Regions from separate parts of the Mus musculus genome. Here regions 1 and 2 are each linked to region 3. A link is a contact called in public promoter capture Hi-C data. All regions are on one chromosome and are shown on one strand. The core of a region is the stretch at or near the end of the contact, and the rest is flanking DNA. Distances in the headings are between cores, read along the strand shown.

Region 1 (4,217 bases), core at 1,052-3,551, 610 kb after region 3:
AATCATTTCATTTCATTTCATTTCATTTCATGTTAGTTCTTTAGTGTTTGGAAATGATGTCATATGGATGTTTCACTTTAAAAGAGTTTTGGAAAATGTAAAAAATAATCATTTAAATTTCAGAATTTTAAGATCAATGTTATGACTCCTCGGGCCAGTCTAATGTCCACCAGCTCTACTACCACACACTGTGAGGTCTATCCGTGTCTGTCCTAACAGCTTCCCTTGTCTTTCCCTTGCCTACCTTTGCCATGTTCATTAGCATCTCCACCATTTGGTAAGCAGGGAAACAGAGCAGAGCAAACGCAAATCAATCCACTTTGCTATTTGATAACTAGCATAAAATTTTTCTAGAAAGGGGAACTTATTGGTAAAATAGGACTTTAGGATTATCTGTGAATAAAAACTATTTCTGAAACATTACATCTCCAGTTACCATGTATAACTGAGTATTTCTTGTTATAGAAGAAATGTATGCCAAGAACTCAACATTTTTCTTATAGTTATCCCCAGGGGATTAGTATTCGAGTTTTATATACATGATGATGATAACTTCATAGATTATTTCTCTTTTTAATTTTCAGTAAGTGAAAATTTGTTTTAGGCTTTAAGCATAAGAAAGATCAATGGGGCTTGTTACAAAAGTAAAAAAAAAAGCAATGGAATTTGAACGAGCCAACTATGTTAACTGGTACCTATAAGAAGTAAGTGAAAACGCTTATGCAGTATTAAGAAAAGACTGTATTTTAGAAAGATCTCCCAAGAGCAAAGCTCTGGTCACTCAAAGCAAACACACAGCCAGCCTCTCAGCTGTATCACTTGTGTTATAAATCATAGCTTTCCGATTTCGTTCGACTTTCAAACCATGGGAAAATCAGCAACGTGTAGCCCATTTATTAGTACTTTGTGATTTTGTCATTTTCAGCATTTCCATTTCTAGTCATTCTTTAAAACGCACTTGGCCCACACAGGCCATACAGGTGCTTTTCTTCTGCACGACTGCTATATAGGTTACCTTTTCTGGATGCATGTTCCCTGTTACCCTGTTGGCAAATGCAGTGGTAAACTCAGACTTCAACCACACCTGACGTTTAGTTTGAAAGCTATCAGGTCACAGAAAGGTTCCATATAGCGAACCCACACTGTTACAGACAGGAAAGGCATTTATCAAGGGTACATTCACCACTGCTGGGTAGGTTACAACGAAAAGTCCACAATTTTTACACACTTTGTAGGAATTTGGCTATGACACCAGAACCTCACTTCATACCTCTGCCTGGCGATAATCTTGAAGTTTGGCAAACTCATCAGCAAAGTCTTTCAGACCCTGCTTTAAATTTGGTGTCTCGGTAGAGGCATACAGGTTGATTTCGTTCACTAGGAGGTCGGCTTTGTCTCGAAGCCTGGCAGTTTTCCGTACATAAGCAGCAAAGATTTGGCAAAGCTCTCCAAAATGCTTCTCCACATTTGTGACAGCATCCTGCAGTTGTTTTGTTTGAGCATCTCTAGAAAAAGGAGACACAGAACACTGTTCTTAAAACAGTAAGAAGGTGCCCCGTTAATTTTACGTGCAAACATTCCCGGGCCTCCCTAAAGCCCTGAAGGGCAACATTCCCAACTCTTCCAGAGGCCCGCGCCTTCTCTAGGACCTCACGCAGGCTCTGGTCCTGCCTAGAACCTTGCAGGCCCGGGAAAGGGCCCGGGCCTGGTGGGCCGAGAAGGGGCGGCGCTGCTGCGGCCTGGGCACCTGCGGCCTCCCGGGCTCTGTACCGCGGCAGGGCCCGGCCCAGCTCAGGGGGACCGATCGGCCGGGAGACTCTCTCGGCCCGGCACTCGCCTCATCCGGGTGGACGGACTGCAGAGCGCCACGGGGACCGTGCGGCCTCCTCCCGCCCCAACCGGCTTCCAGGCCCTCGGCCCGGCTCCTCTCTCCCACCCGGCCCTTTCCTTCGGGCAGCCTGCACGACGAGGCCCCGGCGGTTACCGCTCATCCAGATTGCGCCTCAACATCTTGCCTTTCCCGCCGCCCGGGACCCAGGATGGGAGCCCAACGAGCGCGGCTCCGGGCCGCCAGGGCGCGCGGGAGCAGGCGACGCCGCCACTTCTACCGGGAGCTGAGAGCGCGCAGTGCGCGCCGCCCCGCCTGCCCGGCGTTTCCGTGGCGACGCGGCGCGCGCCCCGGCGGTCAAGAGCAGGGCAAGGGAGACCAGAGGGCATGGGGCAGAGGGAACACCAAGCATCCTCCTTCAGCTCCTGCAGCTCTCTAGCCCTCCCAGGCTTCTGGGAGCGAAGGAGGAAAACCAACCCACCAGCAACCGGAAGGGGTACAGGAAAATAAAGGTGAACGGGGTTCAGACTTAATGCGAAGCTTGTCCCTGTGCTTCTCTGTTGAATGAGACAACGTGTGGGCTCGTGGAAGCTGCCTTTGGAAAAGAACCGCTCTATAAGTTAGATTTCTATAGCTGTGATGAGACCCCGACAAAAATCAAGTTGAGGAGGAAAGGATTTCTTTGGCTGACATATCCCAAGTCACAGTTCTTTAAGGAACTCAGGGCAGGAACCTGGAGGCAGGAATTGAAGCAGAGGCCATGTAGCAACACTGCTGGCTGGCCTATTTGATTGACTTTCTTATATACCCCAGGACCTCTTGCACAGGGGCAATACTGTCTACCCTTCCATGTCAATCATCAATCAAGAAAACAGCCTACAGGTCAATCTGATAGGGACATTTTCTGAATGTTCCCTCTTCTCGGGTAACTCTAACTTTGGTCAAATTAACCAAACAGAAACAAACAAACAACAATAACAACAATAAAAATAAGAACAGTAACAACAAAACAGAAACAGAAAAAAAAGCACACCAGTGCTTACTCCCTCATCTTTACTGGTCTTTAATGCCATCTGTTCCCCCTCTTGCAGGTAACTGAGTTTCTACTTTGTGAAAAAGATTGTTAGACCCAGTCGAGGTATGGGCCTGAATGAAGGTTCCCCAATTGGAAGAGTCACAGATAACCCAGAGCCTTCCTCTAGCTTCTGAGAGGGAGTCTTCTCTTCCGAGTGAACTTGGGGTCCAACTTCAAGCTTTGTCTACTTCTCAAATGCCCATAATTTCTGAGAATAAAGTCTTTGCTCTTACAGTGCTCACAGCCTTGGTGGAATGATAAAGCTAGCCAAACAGTCAAACACATATAACACAGCCCAGAAATGTGCTACCGTGTCAGGTTTCGTTGTATAAACAAATTATAAGGCCTAGTGGCTTCCACAACTCCACTAGTCAGTTTAGGATTCTGTAAACGACACAGATGGTTCTTCTTTGGTTCTGTTCAGCTAGGTTCTTTCCTGCCTTTCCAGGTGGCGAGTCTGTTACTAGCAGTATAATTTCACTAAATGCTATGGTGCTGAGCAAATAAGTTCTGCAATTGGGAGGTAGGGAGCCAGATGTGTCCAACCCCACCCCCTAAAAGCTCATCTTAAGACCAGTAGGAGTAAGAATTGCTCCCTCCTTGTTCTGGGCCTGCATGCCATGGTAGTGCATGTATCCTTGTGACCCACACCTCTACCACCATTGAGGTAGTCACATAGCCTGGTGGCTACATTACAGGCTTAAGCACCTGGAATTCCTCTTCATGCAGATGAAGCATTCCCAGTACCTCAGTACCAACCAATAATGTACACTCACCCTGAAAAATACCTACCCACTACCCAAGGTTTATATAGCCCTTATTTTCCTCAAATAAAGAGAGCTGTAACTCTGGAAAAACGTCCAGCCAACAGAGTTCCTGCAGACCCAGGACCCACCCTGTCTGGTGATTCTTCATTTTTTCCAATCCAGCCTAGTGCAAAACAGTGCCTGAGTACCCTGAAGGCTGAAGCAGAACTGGCCAATTTGAATATGGTTTGAGTGTTCTCAAAGAGTACATGACGCAGAGGCTTGGTTTGCTCTTTAATGTATGGTGAGAGGTGTGGACATTTAGAGAGCAGCCTAAAAGCCATGGAGACTACCGCTCTTGGAAGGGATTAAGGTGTGTGTGGTTGTTTGTTTGTTTGTTTGTTTGTTTTTTTGAGTCTCTTATTATTAGTTTCTGGAAAGGTTATAGACCAGAGTCTTACCCCACCTGGATGTGACTTTTTCCATCTATACCTGTTGCTACCATCATGACCAAATCCACTATATGAAGTCTATCAGAGCAGAGCTACTAGCCAGAATTGTGAACCAA
Region 2 (3,812 bases), core at 998-3,497, 530 kb after region 3:
CTCAAAAAACCAAAAAAAAACAAAAAAACAAAAAAACAAAAAAAAAAACAAAACAAAAAAAGCAAAACAAAAAAACAACAACAAAAAACCCAAAACAAAAAAAGTTTAAAGTATGTGAACAAATGGGAAATTATACTGAAGTCTGAGAGATAGACATTTATGACTTTTTCTCAAAAGTTATTTTAAAATAAATTATTCATACCATGTTTTCTGGACACTTTTTACAAATAATAGAAGGTCCTCCATTATTAGAGATCATATGATATCCTGGTAGACATACACAGGAAGTTCCTGAAAAGAAAAAGAAAAAAAAAAAAACAAAGCTGATATTGTCCTTAGCAAACAAAACTCCAAGACACAAACTTAACAGTTCTTAGGATTTTGAAGCTTGGAGTGGTGGTGTATACCTGTAACCTCAGTATTTAGGAGGAAGAGGCAGGAAGTTCAGGCAGTACTTCAAGGGTATCCCTGCTCACAGACAGTGCGAGGCCAGACTGGGCATTATATGAGAGACAACAGGTGTCTTTGTCTGTCTGTCTCTCTGTCTGTCTGTCTGTGCATGTATATGTGTCTATGGGTCTGTGCGTATACATGCAAACACTGAGTGGGTTAATGAATTCTATACTTCGGCTTCTTGTTTAGTAAAATGGAGAAAAAAACAGGACCTACCTAATAGGGTCAAAGTTTAGAAATATGTCTGGCATCATGTTGCTACTTTTTAAACTGCAATTATTATTGAACTATGAAAACTACTTACTTGCTCTAGGAATTACATTTCTGCATCACTAAACCATATGTATGTGTGTTTAGTGAGTTTTAATTTTGTCAATATCTTATTGGAAAATTGCTTTCATTCAAATACTCTTTCTCTAGAAAGAAAATAAATGTTGTTTGTAATTACAAGTAGACTCAGCTAGTTAAAGAAAGAATTCTCTAAGGACTAAGTAGAGCCAGCACCTGTAGGAGTCTATGTACAACACACACGTCTTCATTCATTGTCATGAAAGCAATACAATGCAGAACACGTTTGCTCTTCACACTCCATCTTCTGACACAGTGATCCGCACTGCCTTAAGTGAGACTCTACCAGGCCTAAAGCAGGAGAGTTAACCAGTCTGAGATTCACAGCATTTTAGACTTCAGTAAATAGGAAAAGACTCATTCTGAGTAGTTAAGGGAGAACTAGACCAATCGATGCAATTAAGTCTAAAAGGACAATGTGAGCAAACAGAAGTCATCAACAATAAAAGGGACAGGTCCTAAGGGAATATGTAACCACAGATGCAAAGCCACGCGCTGGGAATGCAGAGGTAGAAAGTGAGGGAAGCCAGGTGTCCTGGCCCACGCCTTTAATCCCAGCACTCAGGAGGCAGAGGCAGGCGGATTTCTGAGTTCGAGGCCAGCCTGGCCTACAAAGTGAGAGTTCCAGGACAGCCAGGGCTACACAGAGAAACCCTGTGTCGAAAAACAAAACAAAACAAAAAACAAAAAAGAAAGTGAGGAAGAGACAAGAGTTCTCTTAGTTTCCAGTATATGTCACACAGATGTCACAACATCTCGGTTTCAGTTTCCTTTGCTTACAAAATCTGATTATAGTCACAGTTGCAAACAGCTTTAAATATCTTGAATTTGGAAGTAGAATTAATGGTCACAAGAGTTTACTAATTCACATTTCTTCCCTTGCTTTCCTGTCAGGGTACCTCACTAGACGCCTCAGGTTATTTCTTTTCTATTTCTATTCTACTTTTCTTAGGCGGCTTTCAGGTGCCATCCTAAGGATTCCCTGCCAGAGACTGACTCCGGGGAATGAGTTCCTGGAGGAGGGTAGGGTGGTGGCGCCTGGGTGACTGATCTCATTGTGTCAGCCGTATCCTCCCAGGAAACCCTTTCTTAGGTTTGATAGCTGTGCATTTTCTGAAACATTCTCCAAATAAAATGTCTGGAGTGCTGGCTGTCAGGAGTGCTTTATTTTGGTCAGAGTCCATCCACCCCCAAACCGCCTCACCTAGTGCATCCCGCCGCTGGTTGGCGCCACAGGGGGCACAGGAGAGCGCCGAGATGTCAAAGTACTGGTTGAAGTCGCAGGTCTCAGGCCGCCGGAAAGGGAAGGAGAAGATTTGTGCCCATGAGACTTCGCAGAGAACTAAGAGAAGGTAGGCGGTGCCAGTCCGGGATGAAGAACGAGATCTGACCGCCATGGCCGCCACAGGCCTTGTACGCGTCACCATGGTACCCATATCCTGGGTCCGCAGTCTCCAGCTCCCCAGCAGCCTCCTCGGTGAGTCCGCTGAGCTGATTGGACAACAGGGTTCAGAAAAAAAAAAAAAAAAAAAAAAAAAAACTCAACCTTGCGACGCCTGGTTGCTAGGTTACCACGCACGCGGGAAACAATGGATCAGACATATGCTAAATAAATTAGGGGCGGTTATTTAAAATGTATTTAAAACTCTGGGACGCAGTCAATTTACCGTGTCAGGAAATACTACTACAGCAATGGAAAATATATGGTTTTAGCACTTAAAAGTGTTTCATGAAAGTGGCAATCACACCTACATGACAGTTTACCCAGGGGATTAATTTTGACAACAAAGGAGGTGCCCTATGTTTTTACTTTTTTTGTTTGTTTTGTTCTGATTTTCGAGACAGGGTTTCTCTGTATAGTCCTGGCTGTCCTGGAACTCACTTTGTAGGCCAGGCTAGCCACGAACTCAGAAATCCCGCCTGCCTCTGCCTCTACAGTGCTGGGATTAAAGGCGTGCACCACCATGCCCGGCTTTGTTTTTACATTATTTAAAAAACACTAAGGGTAGGGATTGTTTCAAGTCCTGAGTTTGAGTTTTAGCAAAGCAATACAAACAGAAACCCTCATTGATTTTATATATAATACCTTTATGACAAAAGTCTAGGAGAAACCTTGCCTACTGAATCTTGATTTCATACTTTCTCTGTATTGTGCATAAAGCACCCTACATATACACCTCATCTCACTTGGTTTGAGAACCAAATTTGGATATACATGAATATTGCCTATTAAAGTGCACAGCCTTGCAGACTGTTAGCGCAACAATGCCTAATAAAAGCCTCATTCTCCCTTTCTCCCCTGTCCCTGGTTCTCCTCCCTCTCCCAGAGGATAACTCTATTTCCCATCCCAATAAACCCCCGACTGGAGAACTGCCACATAGTGTGATTGTTGGGAATTGTCACATACACCTAACAGCACAGTAATAAAAGGTTGAAGGGATGCTTTCTGTAATACATACTTTAGGTAAGGCAGCCCGAAGGCCTGTTGTAAATACAGCTTGCTTTTATCTGCCTATGCAACTGCCCTGTTTTTCTCAGGTTTAACAGAAATCACAGGAGAGGATGGAAAACTCTGCAGCTTTCCACTTCCAAAGCGGTTCATTATGATGAAAAGAAAAAAAAGAAACCTTTTTGATTTGTATATTTTACAATTGCCTCACATCCCCGCCCCCCAGTGGAAGTTTTCAGGGGTGGGTCAGGGGCTCACAGATTGCCTAGAAATAGAGCATGCACAAAACCATACTACACTGCAGAGAACAGCCTTCCTCACTCACACCCGCCAATCACTGTAACCGAAGCAGTACGTCTGCGCACGCGCGTTCAGAGCGCCAAGGGGTGGCTGGTTGGGCCTGGATTGCGCATGAGCAGAGAGACGGTGCATCGGTTTGTCCGGACCGGAGGGGAGTGTGGTCTCCATTTTCTTCCGGCCGTGTTGGGCCTGGTAGGCCGTGCGGAGACTGCGGCGTCGAGGAGCGTCCCTTCTCCGTTTGTGTGGTGTGTGGTGACTGCC
Region 3 (4,230 bases), core at 550-3,049:
GGTGAGTGTGTGTGTGTGTGTGTGTGTGTGTGTGTGTGTGTGTGTGTAGTGGAAAGGGGATAGAGAACCTTATTACATTGTTTGCTTTGTACTTAAAACTGCTACTGACTGAACTTAAAAAACAAAACGCCTATATTTAAATGTTTATAAAGGGGCTAGAGAGATGGCTCAGCAGTTAAGAGCACTGGCTGCTCTTGCAGAGAACCTGGGTTTAATTGCCAGCACCCACATGGTACCTCACACCTGTCAGTGACTCCAGTTCCAGGGCTTCTGACACCCTCACACAGGCATGTATGCAGGCAAAGCAGCAGTGCACATGAGATACAAATAAGCCATAGAAAAATGTCCATATTTAATCTTTGTACCTGTAGCTTTTCAGATGAAGTGAAATGCTAACTATGAAGAAGAAACTTTAGTTCACACTCAGAAAGCTAGAAGAATTTTAGCACGAGGTTGCATAGCAGGGTGACTGCAGAGAGAGTTGTACAGTATATCTCAAAAAGCCAGAAGGAAGGGTTTCCAAAGTTTTCACCCTAAAAAAAAAATAAGAATTTAAAGCGGTAGGTGTGTTTACCTTGATTACAATACATACACAAGTAAAAGCGTCTCATGGTGCCCATTAATGCGTAGAATTTTTGTGTCTATGTCATTTTAACAAGACTATTTACTTATTTATGTGTCTGCCTGTTTGCTTTTTGAGACAGTCTTGCTATGTAGCCCAGGCTGCTCTCTTATGGTGATCCTTCTGCCTTAACCTCCTGAGTGTTGGGATTATAAGTGTGTGCCAGCATACCTGACTTCACCCCGTGGAAAGAGAGGCACCATAGTAGCAGCAAACAACAGCTTTCCACCTGCAGCGGCCGGAGGGGTCTCACCAGAGACCTCTGCTCAGATGAGGCTGTGCTTCTTAACTTTGCCAAAGAAAATAATTTCAGAAGTCAGTGGGAAGCCAAATTTGAGTTAAGAGATGTTAATGTAGATTTAAGCAAGGCTTTAATAGAAACTGCATCGCTAATTGTGTGAGTGAGTGTGTGTGAGTGTGTGCATCTTAAGAGAAAAAAATCACTAAATATCTTACAACGGTCATATACAACACTGGTGGCTTCTGAAGTTAGACTGGTCAAAGGTTTCTAAAAAACCTTGTTTTCGGAGGAAGGGTCTACTTAAGTTTTATGTCTATGGGTGTTTTGCAGGCACTTAAGTTGGTGTACTTCATGTGTGCAGTGTCCAGAGACACCAGAACAGGATGCATTTTAATTGTCAAACGTGTATAAAATCTAGTGAATGACCTTTAACCACTCTCTCTTTTCAAAGGATCTATCTCCAGAATTCTTAGAGCAGAAGGATCAGCAAGACTTTGTCTATCAAGACCTTGTCTACAATACTTTAAGATAGTGTCTTTTTTTTTTTAAGTTTAAAGGAGCTCTTCTCCTTTTCACGAGAGTCCAATAATCACGCATCTGTTTTTATACTCCTAGACCTTAAAAGGGCTTGTAAAACAGGGGCTGCAACTACTGTAGCTCAGTGTCACTTGAGTAACAGGATTTCGTGTACCTCAGTGGTGCACACACTTCTATGATCCGAATCCTAATTTATTGATTTAAGTTGTGAGGCTTATCGCCTCAGCTAGGACCTGAAGACTGAAACCAAATCGGTTCGTTTTAGATCTAGCAGTCAACCGGAACCAAACCTAGACCCACGTAAAAGGAAGTGCAAAGGTACCTGCAACGGTTGTCCAATCAGAGTCGGGGGCGGGACCAGCACTGCACGCCGTGGTGCGCATGCTCGGCGCCCGGCCCGTGGTTGGCTGTAGGAAGGCGGGAAGCTCGAGCTGGTCGGCGGCAGGCGTTGGTACCTGCTGCGGGGCGCTCGCGATTTCGGTCAGCCTGCGGGGTAGGTCTCTGCAGCGGAGGCCCGGGGAGGCGCGTGCGGGGCCTGGTGCAGGATGGCGCGGGTCCCGGGGAGCTGGGCGAGGCGGCGGGAGCGCCCTCGCTGGCTGGGCAGGGGGCAGGGGGGCGGGTCCTGCGGGCCGAGCGATCTCGGAGGCCACGGCCCCCGAGGCCGCCTGGGGCCAGAGAACATCAGGTGTCAGCCAAGAGCTTGTGGAACCATCTAGCACCTCCCCTAGGCGAATTACCCACCCACTAGTTCTCTCTCGCCCTCTCTCCGCTCCTGGTTTCAACAAACAAACAAAAACACACCATTTACATTAATTATGGAGGATTTTGTAGGTAGGTAGATTGGAGTCCCAAAGTCTAAGGGGAATTTACAGTATGAAATGGAAATCTTATTACCCAACGTGGCTGGAAGCCAAAAAGCAGAAATAGCAAGGCCTGTTGCTAGCTGTTGGAGTTTTATTTATTTTCTTGCATCCTAGAAGTTGCCACACCCTCTTCCCCATGTAGTCCAGAGGAAGGCAGAGATTCTGGCTATGATTCTATAATCCCTCTTGTCTTTCCTCTCCTGGGACCTTTGTTGTTTCTGATTTCATAGGATTTTGTGGATTAAACAGGCAACAGTAATTATAAGTAATAATATTACAGAAAGTATTTGAGTACTGTGTGTCAAGCTTTGTTCTGAATTCTTAAATTAATCTCACCGTTGCATAGTCGTATGCTTGAGTGTGATTAAGAGTGAATAAGACACAAGAGGAGACACGGATTTAAGCTAACTGCAGAATCACCTGCTGGGAAGGTCATTGGTGCACAGTTATTAAGGCAAACATGATGTGCTCCAGATATCAGCCTGGGCTGGCCGTTTTCCTTGGGAGACCTAATCTCAGCCGTAGCGTGTTACAAGCCTCAGAAATCGCAGCATTTCAATAGAGCTGCCAAGTGGCTTTACATCTAGGGCCTGTAAAAAAGGTCTCAGCAAAACTAGTTTACAAACCAGCTAGAGCCGGTCGGAGATGGAAGATCTCAAGTTCAGAGCCAGTCTAGGATCTATAGAGAGCCCTTGTCCTAGAAAACAAAACAAACTAGTAAAGATGCTAATATGTTTTGGGAAATAAACTAATTTCTGTAGTTCACCTTTTTAAAAAAAAGATTTATTTTATGTACACTGTAGCTGTCTTCAGACACACCAGAAGAGGGCATCAGATCCCATGACAGATGGTTGTGAGCCACCATGTGGTTGCTGGGAATTGAACTCAGGACCTCTGGAAGAGTAGTCAGTGCTCTTACCCGCTGAGCCATCTCTCCAGCCCCTGTAGTTTACTTTTAAATGCATCAACAAATTAGATCAACAAAGCACCAGTTTCATAATTTGCTTTAAGGTTGTGCTTGTAGTGATGGTTTGTATTTGAAGAAACCACAGAGCATGACGTCCACCCAAATCTTTTAAATGAGTTAAAATTTGCATCAGATAGTTAATGTATTTCATTTTAACATTAATGAAATTGAGAATAGCTTTCAATGCAATGGTGGATATAAAATAATGCCATATTTGAAAATTTATGGCATTTTAGATTTAACAAAATATGATATATTTAACCAGTGTAGTTTGTTATAAAGATAACATTGTCTTTGTGGGAAATTTGAAGTTTGAAAAGAACTCAGAATAAAAATCACATTTTAATCTAACATGCGGAGATAATCAGTGTTAATGTTATAGCACATATTTTGCTGGTCTTATCATGAAATTCATTTATATTTCTTAAAATTTTACTTACACGTTGTGTGTGTGTGTGTTTGTCTATGTGTGTGTGGGTATGCCTGTGCCATGATGCATGTATAAAATTAGAGGACAACTGGTGGGAGTTGGTTCTCTTCTTCCACCACATATATGGATTCCAGAGATTGAATTCAGGCTTCTTGGTCACCAGGCTTGTCTTTACCCACTGAGCCAGCCATCTTGCCAGCCCAACAATTCATTTGTTTTATTTATATAAACCTTATGTATATAGGCCCAAAGAAAAAAATTTTAAAGTTAACGATTTTACATTTGCTTGTTTTGTTTGTGTGTGAGGGTGTGTGTGTGTACTATGATGTGCCAGCAGAGGTCAGAGAACAACTTGTGGAGGTTGGGTCTTCCTTTTTGCCACACCTTAGTCCTGGAGATTAAACAGGTAATCAGACTTGGTGACAAATGCCTTTAACTGCCAGTCCAGTTTACAGGCCCCAAGTAATAATATTATGTAATATTTTTGGTGTCCTTGTAAATGTGACTATGACTTGCTATATTAGACTAAGTGAGAAGGAATATTCTATTTGTGGTACTAATAATTGGCTC

What was found. Promoter capture Hi-C pulls out the DNA fragments that hold promoters and counts their contacts.
Region 1: a promoter capture Hi-C map of hippocampal neurons shows a contact between it and region 3, with 4 times the contacts expected there. The contact joins the promoter of Cibar1 here to the promoter of Rad54b in region 3. A contact is called at or near these places in 11 of 39 promoter capture datasets (the 3T3-L1 cell line, the C10 cell line, the HPC-7 cell line and 7 more) and 2 of 115 datasets of contacts at active chromatin or transcription factors (astrocytes and embryonic stem cells).
Region 2: a promoter capture Hi-C map of liver shows a contact between it and region 3, with 4 times the contacts expected there. The contact joins the promoter of Tmem67 here to the promoter of Rad54b in region 3. A contact is called at or near these places in 18 of 39 promoter capture datasets (the 3T3-L1 cell line, the C10 cell line, the HPC-7 cell line and 11 more), 1 of 15 datasets of contacts at CTCF or cohesin (the NIH/3T3 cell line), 7 of 484 Hi-C or Micro-C datasets (B cells, CD4 T cells, embryonic stem cells and 3 more), 15 of 115 datasets of contacts at active chromatin or transcription factors (T-cell acute lymphoblastic leukemia, astrocytes, bone marrow-derived macrophages and 10 more) and 2 of 9 other capture datasets (adipose tissue and liver).

What each region holds. Positions count from the first base shown.
Region 1 is chr4:12,169,714-12,173,930 of GRCm38.p6, forward strand. It overlaps Cibar1 (CBY1 interacting BAR domain containing 1), which reads right to left and starts at 2,302. Exons shown (of 9, transcript NM_026558.5): 1 at 1,985-2,302; 2 at 1,271-1,505. The coding sequence starts at 2,217.
Region 2 is chr4:12,085,710-12,089,521 of GRCm38.p6, forward strand. Tmem67 (transmembrane protein 67) reads right to left here and starts at 2,248. Exons shown (of 28, transcript NM_177861.5): 1 at 2,006-2,248; 2 at 203-291. The coding sequence starts at 2,228. Rbm12b2 (RNA binding motif protein 12 B2) reads left to right here and starts at 3,661. Exons shown (of 4, transcript NM_198957.2): 1 at 3,661-3,812.
Region 3 is chr4:11,557,121-11,561,350 of GRCm38.p6, forward strand. It overlaps Rad54b (RAD54 homolog B (S. cerevisiae)), which reads left to right and starts at 1,800. Exons shown (of 15, transcript NM_001039556.3): 1 at 1,800-1,893. It overlaps LOC115489931 (predicted GPI-anchored protein 58), which reads right to left and starts at 2,699. Exons shown (of 3, transcript XM_030253962.1): 1 at 2,684-2,699; 2 at 1,723-2,172. The coding sequence starts at 2,699. Gm35693 (a long non-coding RNA gene) reads right to left here and starts at 1,706. Exons shown (of 3, transcript XR_390401.4): 1 at 1,555-1,706; 2 at 794-911; 3 at 332-533.